Regions from separate parts of the Mus musculus genome. Here all the other regions are linked to region 3. A link is a contact called in public Hi-C and promoter capture Hi-C data. All regions are on one chromosome and are shown on one strand. Each heading gives the region's core, a stretch centred on a gene start, on an enhancer-like site or on the middle of the called end of the contact. The rest is flanking DNA. Distances are from core to core; before and after follow the strand shown.

Region 1 (2,853 bases), core at 122-2,621, 710 kb after region 3:
ATCAAATTTTAATACAAATTGAGAAATGGAGGCAACACCAAACTAATCACGGGTATCCAAAGGCTTACTGAACACTAGATAACAAACTAGGCTTCCTTACACATAATCTCAACTGCATGTTTAAATCGTTCTGCCCCCACAGGACCTTAAACACTGCAGAGAGCCAAGCCTTCAACTGCTCACCTGAAGCTTTCTTTTCTTTCAGATGTTCATTGAATGAGCTATTACTGTCTCCTTGTTCTACAGCAGATTGTTCCGGATTTGATACAATATCCTAGAAAACATGAGCACATAAGATCCTCACAGTACACAAAGTAGTACAACAGGGACCTTTCTGTGGGTGAGAACACGTTGATTTCATTTTTCGTTCCCCACCAACTTTATCCAAAAGCTAACAATCAACTAAACACGTTAATTTTCTGGGTTAGTTTGGTGTAGGGGGGTCAGAAAAAAATAATAACTTGAACAGGGCATCATCACTCACTCACCAACACGGGGTTCTCTTTGTGCATCTGCAGATTAGGAAGGTGTCGAGATAGCACGCTGAAGTGAGAGCCTGCATCTTCTTCCAGAACCTGGCTTTCAGGCTGAGAATCTTCTATTATCAGGCAAGGAGTGTCTTGCTGAGAGAAATCTGAATCCAATTGACTTCCAGTAGGGTCCATCTGCTCCCCTGGAATGGAATAACAAAAGATCAGTTCGAAGAGTAACCCTATTGAGCTTTCCACACACAATCTGAGACTAAATAAAGGGGCGGAAGTGTGAGATCGAGAAAGGGACCATTCTAGGGCTACCCAGTAGCCCACATTTGCAATCGCTCTTAGCACTTTCTCAGCCATCTCCCCAGCCCTCATTTCTCCGTTATTTACCACCGCGCCTCTGGATCCTTCGATCTCCCCCTCCCTCCCTCCTTTCTCTTCACCTTCCCTCAGACACGCTTCCTTCCTCACCTCTTCTCCCCGCCCCTTTCCATCCCCCACACAACTCTCCCCGCGTTCTGACGCCACTGAGCCCCGGGAAGACCTCTTCGCAACCCCGGCGGGCGGGAAGCCCACGGCCCTCATGCGGCCTCAGGACCACCGCGGCGGCTGCCTCCCCACCCCCTCCCCGGCCCTCCAACCCCGTCCCCGTCACCGCCGCCATGCTTGCCACCCCGCCCCCTCCAGGCGGCCAGCCCTTCAAGCCCGCCACCCGGGCCTCTGCGGCCCGCTAGCTCGGCTCCGCTCGCAGCACTACCTGGCATCCCGGCGAGAGGTGCCTCGCGCTGGATCTAGAGGTTTCTGCACGCTGCCCAGGCCCCTCCAGGTCGATCCCCAGGTCGCCACTGTCGCCACCGCCGCCACTGGCCGCGAGCTCCCCCTTTTCCCGTCACGTCACGCAATATCGGATCGCCCATTCGCTGCTGTTGTCTGCCACTCAGGAAATCCTATGGATGATAGGTGGCTGAGGTGAAGTGCCCGCCCCCAGCGTAAGAAAAGGAACACGGCGGCGTGTTTCCATGGTAGCATGGACGTCGCAGGCCCTCCCCCTAATACAGCCAGCATGACAGTATCCTTGAACCGAAGGGACATTAAGAGGGCATGAAATAAAAACCCCTGCCTGAAGGACGGGGGTACTCACTACTCACACTTGAGGGCTTCGGCCCCTTCACTGACTTCCGTGGAAAAGGAGAGTCTCCTGGATTTTCAAAGAAAGGGCAAAGAGGAGGAGAATTGAGGAGAGCTAGTACTTCTGAAATGGTGAAATGGAAGAGAAGCCTCTGTGGGGTTTGCCAGTGTCGATCAGGATCCCATTTGTAGACCTCTGCCTGAATTTAAAGGCTTCCGTTTTCCCACTCTATGTCTCTGGCAGTTTTGATTTTGTTGTTTTATATTGTCTTCGTGTTCCCACTCCCTTTCAAGCTTCCCTATTTGTCTCTCTCTGCCCTTTCTTTTAGGGAATTGCAGCAGCCCCAGACGCTTTGCACCTCCCATTGAACGAACTGAGCATTGTAATCCTCAAACTAGAAGCAAAGAGAACAGCTGTCACCCCTACTAACTCAATGACCTAAAGGATCCAGGCCCAGAGATTTAATTATCCTAATCATGGTGTCAGGGTCTTATAAAGGGTGTGGCAGCTGTGACAACTATTAATGAACTGAGCTCAAGATACATATGTGGTTTCACTGTCATTTTAATTTAAAGAGCCGTTGGATCTGGGCTAGAATTCTAACCAAGCAGCTGTCAGGAGGGAAAGCACCTAGCACAGTGCCAAGAATATACATAGAAGGCATTAAAATGGAGGCGGTTTTCTCTACTCCAGACTCAGAATTATTTAGGCACAGCCCATACATGATTCTCAACTTCTATAAATGCCCAGTTTAGCACTTGAAATAAGCCAAGCTTAGAGAGGAGCATCCTACCAGCCAATCTCCTCTCTGCTGCTATAAATTACAGTGATCATATTCTCCTAACCCAAAAATCAAAGCATGTTGTCTTCATACGCATTACTTGTGGGAACAAAAGGATCAGCTTAAACGAAATCGCTCTGAAAATTTTAGGATCTATTGTTATAACTAAAATTCCAATCCTAGAATGTTTTACAAGTAGAGCAAAAATGACCCAAATCACAGAGACACATCTTACCTCTTAATCCTAAAATCATTCATGATTGACTCCTGAGTTTCTCTACTGAGTACTAGACATCAAATCAATGCAATCAAAAAAAAAAAAAAAAAAGACCCCACCTCAAGCCGACCTCAACTATAGCAGAGCACTAAGTGTATCAGTCTGCTTAGCTTGAGAGGAAGGAGACCAACTAGGTCTAAGACTGGGCAGACTGAGCTGACTCCCACAGAGCCCTCTCCTCAGGGCC
Region 2 (2,829 bases), core at 283-2,782, 730 kb after region 3:
CCTGCCACATATGCCACTCTTTATGATTGTAGTAAAGGCCTGCACATTTTCCCATGCCATTTTCCAGATTCGGGTTTGCAGCTGGCAGTGTATGGGAAGAGGCACCCTACCATCTGATGTCCTGAGAGTAGTTTTCTTGTCTCTGCTACAGAAAGGATTTTCATGGCATGTCCAAAGTACTTACAGTATGGACTGGATGGTTAGGTATAGTATGTTTCAAGATAGGGCTAAGATTTCTGTGAGGTACTTAACAGTCAGAACGTGGTTCACTGGCAGGCTTGAGGTATCAGCTATTACCTCTTTTCTATCCTTTTAAGGAGTAGGATTTCATGTGTGCACATGTGAGTGCAAGAGGACAACCTGGAGTGGTGTCCCTCAGACACCCTTTTCTTCTTTGTACTATAGATACCAGGGTCTCTCAATGGTATAGCTGGCCTGCGAGCTTCCAGAGATTCATCTGTCTCTCCCTCCTAGTTACCATCTCTGCGATTCCAAGTGCTCACCGCTGTGCCTGGCTTTTTTTTACAGTTCTGAGAACCTGAACACTTGCTTGCCAGGGAAGTACTTTACCAACTGAATCATCTCCGTAGCCTTTCTTCTCTTCTACCATCTCCAAAGTGCAAGGTAAATGGAAGAAAAAGCAAGTATAACTGGAGCCTAAACACAGGCCTTCTCTCTGATGCACACAACAGAATGACTCAGGGTAAGATCAGCTGTAGTGGTGGAGAGTCTTTGAAGAATGGGGAGTTGGGGGTTCAGCAAGAGAAGGGGAGAGGAAGGAAAGGAAGGGATGGAGAGAAGGAGAGGGAAAGACAGAGAATATTAATTCAGTTCTGTACAGTAATTACATGGTCTCCTAAATTTATCCACTGTGTCACATCCCTAGTAGCTGGGAAGTCTTTCCTGGGTTTTACTCAAATACTCTTTGCTGCAGTCTGAGCTCATTGCACTCAGCAAATATGGAGACTAGCCAACCACTATCCTTGGAATAACTACTCTCCAGGGACTCAGGGTAGGAAGGTCATCCTGTCCCCTCCAATACTGCGCAGCCTGATTGACCACGCCCGGAGCTCGGGGCAAGGACGGGGAAACCCAGGTTGGTAACCTAGACCCTGGCATGCAGCGAGGCGGGGGGAAAAATAGAGACAACGATAATTGCCAGATGGAGACCACGATAGAAACCCCGAGACAGCGAAGGGCAAGATGGCTCCCCAAGGTTCGAGAGAAGCTGCGGAACTGCCTCCCACACTGTGCTCAACGCAGACACAGCCTAACTAGATGGATGTTGTTCTCGCGCCTTGGACTCCGCCCTCGGCTGGGTCTCGCAGAACCCTTACCCTGGCTCAAGTCGGAGAGGGGCACTTGGTCAGGAAAACTGCAGGTGGATGACTGCAGCCACCACCCATAGCGGCACAACCACCGCATCCCCGCCCCGCCCCTGCGGCGCTTCAGCCCCGCCCCTAGAAGGCAGTGACCAATGAACGGCTCCTGCCGCCGGCCTTTAAGAACCGCGCGCACTCTCCCCGCAGCGGACGCAGCTAGCCTAACACTCCGCGGGAGTTTCCATGGCGACCGAAGCCGGGACCGCGCGGCCTGGCAGCGTTGCCATGGAGACAACTCCGGAGCTGGGGCTCCAGAGCCTCGGTGCACCGCCAGCTCAGAACCCGGCGGAGCCTCTTTGCGAGGCCGGTGCCGCGGTAGCGGCAGCGCGCTGGGACCTGCGGAAATACTCCTTGCTCATCGTGATCGGCGATATCGGTACAGAGAGTCAGCTGAGGGCCGTGCGGGCCCACCTTGAACAAGGTGAGCCGCTCTCCTGGCTTTTACGCAGTACTCCATCCATGCCTCTCCGCCATCTGCATTCATCTCCCAGTGCACATTTCTGTCTCCTCTATCTCTATGTGCACTTCCCGAAACCTGCGACCCTGTCACCTGCATCTTCCATGAATGTGCCTCTGTCCTCTCGAGCTGCCAACACCTTGCTTGCCCATCCTTTCTGCATACCCCATTCTGTTCCGCAGTGTCCCGGAGCAGGAGCAGGAGAAGCTCCGTGGAGACCCTGGGGTCCCTCTGGTCACACCCCTTTCCCGAAGCCACTGGACCATATATCCGAAAGTCCTCATCAGACCCTGAAAAGTCCATGTCCCTACCTTACAATTTCTTCTTTAGGGGAGGTTTTTGAACGCGAGGTACACATCTCAAATCTCTGAATGCTGGCAGCCAAGTTTAGAGAGTGACCTTCGTGGCTCTGCAGCTCACCTCCCTCAGCCGTGCCTGTGGCGCAGTGCTGCGGAGCCACCTGCGGGTGGAAGCAGGGGATGGAGGCAAGGGAGGGGGCATAGGAGAATCTAGAATCTGATTTAGCAAGAGGGATCATTATGGAAACCTACAGTATATGGAAATAGACCCTTGCGTGTCACTTCTACCGTAACTGTTTTGCCTTGAAAAACAAAAACTCCAAGCTCATTTATTAGTAAGCCCATTCTAAACTCTGCTCTTTGCCCTCTGGAAAGGGGAAAAAGCAGGTACTAGCTATCCTTCTTGGAGGCATCACCTCCCATTTCTTTCCTCTCCCAGGAGCTTGGCAATGCTTTCTGTGGGTGACTTTGACTAGAACCCTCTTATTTTTTTTCCCCCTTTTCTTTTACAGGGATTCTCTCCTGGAATATTGACTTATCATCCTTTGACTTGAACCAACAGTTGAGACTCTTCATTACCCGGCACCTAGCTCACTTCTCCTCAGAGGTCAAAGGTTAGGACTAGGGTTATTTGTCTCAGTCCTTTGGGTCCAGTATCCAGGCCAGAACTGGCCTTATGGGAGGATTGGGT
Region 3 (3,069 bases), core at 372-2,871:
GGCTACATAAGCCAGATTCTCTCCAAAACTATGAATCAAAATAAACTCTACTATTTTCTGTATCTAGTAGTTCAGTCCGATCTCGAAGGAGTGCTTAGAATGTCTAATTTGGGGCTAGAGAGAGGCTTAGTGGTTAAGATCACCGACTGCTCTTCCGAAGGTCCTGAGTTCAAATCCCAGCAACCACATGGTGGCTCACAACCATCCGGAATGAGATCTGACGCCCTCTTCTGGTGCATCTGAGGACAGCTACTGTGTACTTAGATATAATAACAAATAAGTCTTTAAAAAAAAAAAAAAAAAGCCGGGCATGGTGACACACGCCTTTAATCCCAGCACTTGGGAGGCAGAGGCAGGCGGATTTCTGAGTTCGAGGCCAGCCTGGTCCACAAAGTGAGTTCCAGGACAGCCAGAGCTATACAGAGAAACCCTGTCTCAAAAAACAAAAATAAAAACAAAAACAAAAAAAGAATGTCTAATTGGGTGTATCAGAAAGAGATGAGCGTAGCCATCACCGGAGATGAAGTTCACTAACTCCACAACGTGAAAACTTCAACAAATCACTCTCAGTATCTCAGTACCTCATGTAAAAAGTACTACCCAAAAACATCTACTACAACAGCTTGTTAAATTCCCAAGACACACCTGAATGTACTTATCACACGCAAAGCAGATACTAAGTAACTCGTAGATGAATCTGATCATTCATTCTTTCGTTTTTTGGCGTTACACTTTTAAGATTCCCCCCTGTAGTTTTAGAACAGGATTTGGCTCTTAATCAGTCTGTGATTGGAATCACTTTAATATAAACCGATATGGTGGCTAGAACTGTAATCTGCTTCCAAGTTGGGGTAAAAAAACACACACACACACACAACACTGAAATCTGGAACTTCCCCAAAAAGATAGTTTACGTTACTTTCAAAGATGACTATACCTAACAGACTGAAACGGGAGGCGGTGCAATAATCTCCTCTCCACACTACGCACCAAAATCGTACTAAATATTAAATGGACACATACCGTTCCACTAGTTGCTACTACATTGCTAAGACGCATCCCACAAGTAGAGTCCTCAAAAGCAGGAAAAAGAGGCGACACTGTTAGTCTCGGAAGGCTAGAGATGGCCCTGGCCTGAAACCTACAGCTTTTAAACTAAGGCTGAGATTCCTCCTAGACTAGACCCCATGCCGACAGAGGTCAGGGCCTGCCCCAAAGGTCAAAAACCTGGAGCCACGCGTCCAGTCTGGGTTGCGAACAGAATCGGATTGCCCTTGCTGGAATCTGTGCCCAGAAGCCAGACGCACCGCTCGCCAATAAACCCTAAACCCACACAGGTCAGAAGGGGCATCGTAGCGTGGTCGCATGCAGGCGCAGCTCCACCACCTGTCCAGGGGGCAGACCCTCGGGCTCCGATACGCCCAACCAGGCCGCATCCTCCTTACTCACACTCACAGCCCGACCTTCCTACGCCATCTGGCCGCCGAGGACCCGGCGAGGGAGCTCCCAGACGCCCCCTTAGCCTCCGGTCCGGCGGCGGCCCGGGACCCGCTCCCCGCCGGGCACTGACGCCGCCGCCGCCGCCGCTACTACCACCATCGCGCAAGCGCGCAGGCGCACGCAACTCAGCACGCTCCCTCTCCCCTCCCACTCCATCCGCCCTTTTCAACCATCTAGCTTTATTTGAACATAAGAAGTGAACAACGGACACCAGACAAGTGGCCTTACTCAAAAAGGATGAAGAGCCCAGATAGGTCTTTTGCACAAACCAATTGGCTGCACCTTCTTTTTCTTGGTTTGTTTGTTTGTTTGTTTGTTTTCCCCATTTTCCAAGCTCTTTCTGGACTTCCCCTACTTTCTAAGCCCTCCACCATAAGCTGTGGCAGTGTCTTGACTACATTTCAAAACTATTCCTTCCTTGTGAAACTTTGGAACAGATAGATTCCAAGTTAGGCATGGTAGCTCACCTCTGCTTCTGGAGGTTGAGAGCAGAGTGTAACGGGAGTTCAAGGCTAGGCAAAGCTGTTACATAGTTCCTGGGCTACAATGTGATACTGTTTCAACAAAGGACAGAACTCAATTTAAATCTTAGCCTAGCCAGGCAGTGATGGCGCACACCTTTAACCCCAGCACTTGGGAGGCAGAGGCAGGCAGATTTCTGAGTTCTAGGCCAGCCTGGTCTACAGAATGAGTTCCAGGACAGCCAGGGCTACACAGAGAAACCCTTTGTCGAAAAACCTAAATAAATAAATAAATACGTTAAAGCCTCAAATCAAAATAAACAGCTACCTTCATTTATGTGTAAATCCAGATTCCTTCTAAAGGTTTAGGGAATTCTTCCAATTGTGTATTTGTGACATCACAAGTCCTTAAAGCATTTAAGGTCTGCTAGGCTGCTTTTTCTACTTCCCCTTTAAGGGAGATTACATACAGAAGTGCTTTGCTCTAAGTTCAGAGACATAGTTCAAGAAATGCCAATATAAGTGAGGACCAAAATAACCATAGACCAGGATTTCACAACATTGACAGGTTTTTGTTTTTGTTTTTGCTTTGCTTTGCTTTGTTTTGTTTGTTTGTTTGTTTGTTTGTTTGTTTTTCGAGACAGGGTTTCTCTGTGTAGCCCTGGCTATCCTGGATCTCACTTTGTAGACCAGGCTGGCCTTGAACTCAGAAATCCGCCTTCCTCTGCCTCCCAAGTGCTGGGATTAAAGGCACGCGCCACCATGCCAGGCAACATTTACAGTTTGAAGCAGATAACTGTTACCAGTTGCTGTCTAGTGCATTCTAAGATAATGTTCCCCCAACTCTCTAGACCCTGCCCAGTGTCCCCCTGGAGGGCAAAAAATGTCCCTAATTGAGAACTACAGTATTACATCCATAATTATCCCAATCCTTTTTTTTTCTTTCCATTTTTTATTAGGTATTTAGCTCATTTACATTTCCAATGCTATACCAAAAGTCCCCCATACCCACCCACCCCCATTCCCCTACCCGCCCACTCCCCCTTTTTGGCCCTGGCGTTCCCCTGTTCTGGGGCATATAAAGTTTGTGTGTCCAATGGGCCTCTCT

Evidence for each region. Promoter capture Hi-C pulls out the DNA fragments that hold promoters and counts their contacts. A called contact is a pair of places that touch in the nucleus more often than the background predicts.
Region 1: a promoter capture Hi-C map of pre-B cells shows a contact between it and region 3, with 2.4 times the contacts expected there. The contact joins the promoter of Trp53bp1 here to the promoter of Zfp106 in region 3. A contact is called at or near these places in 2 of 39 promoter capture datasets (cranial neural crest and pre-B cells) and 1 of 115 datasets of contacts at active chromatin or transcription factors (microglia).
Region 2: a contact with region 3 is called in a Hi-C map of muscle stem cells, with 4 times the contacts expected there. The contact joins the promoter of Map1a here to the promoter of Zfp106 in region 3. A contact is called at or near these places in 1 of 39 promoter capture datasets (cranial neural crest), 1 of 484 Hi-C or Micro-C datasets (muscle stem cells), 3 of 115 datasets of contacts at active chromatin or transcription factors (astrocytes, extraembryonic endoderm stem cells and microglia) and 1 of 9 other capture datasets (pancreatic islet).

What each region holds. Positions count from the first base shown.
Region 1 is chr2:121,270,036-121,272,888 of GRCm38.p6, forward strand. It overlaps Trp53bp1 (transformation related protein 53 binding protein 1), which reads right to left and starts at 1,372. Exons shown (of 28, transcript NM_013735.4): 1 at 1,237-1,372; 2 at 489-673; 3 at 184-274. The coding sequence starts at 1,243.
Region 2 is chr2:121,288,070-121,290,898 of GRCm38.p6, forward strand. Map1a (microtubule-associated protein 1 A) reads left to right here and starts at 1,533. Exons shown (of 7, transcript NM_032393.2): 1 at 1,533-1,803; 2 at 2,651-2,752. The coding sequence starts at 1,566. It also overlaps a transcript of Trp53bp1 not described here.
Region 3 is chr2:120,562,238-120,565,306 of GRCm38.p6, forward strand. It overlaps Zfp106 (zinc finger protein 106), which reads right to left and starts at 1,622. Exons shown (of 22, transcript NM_011743.3): 1 at 1,450-1,622.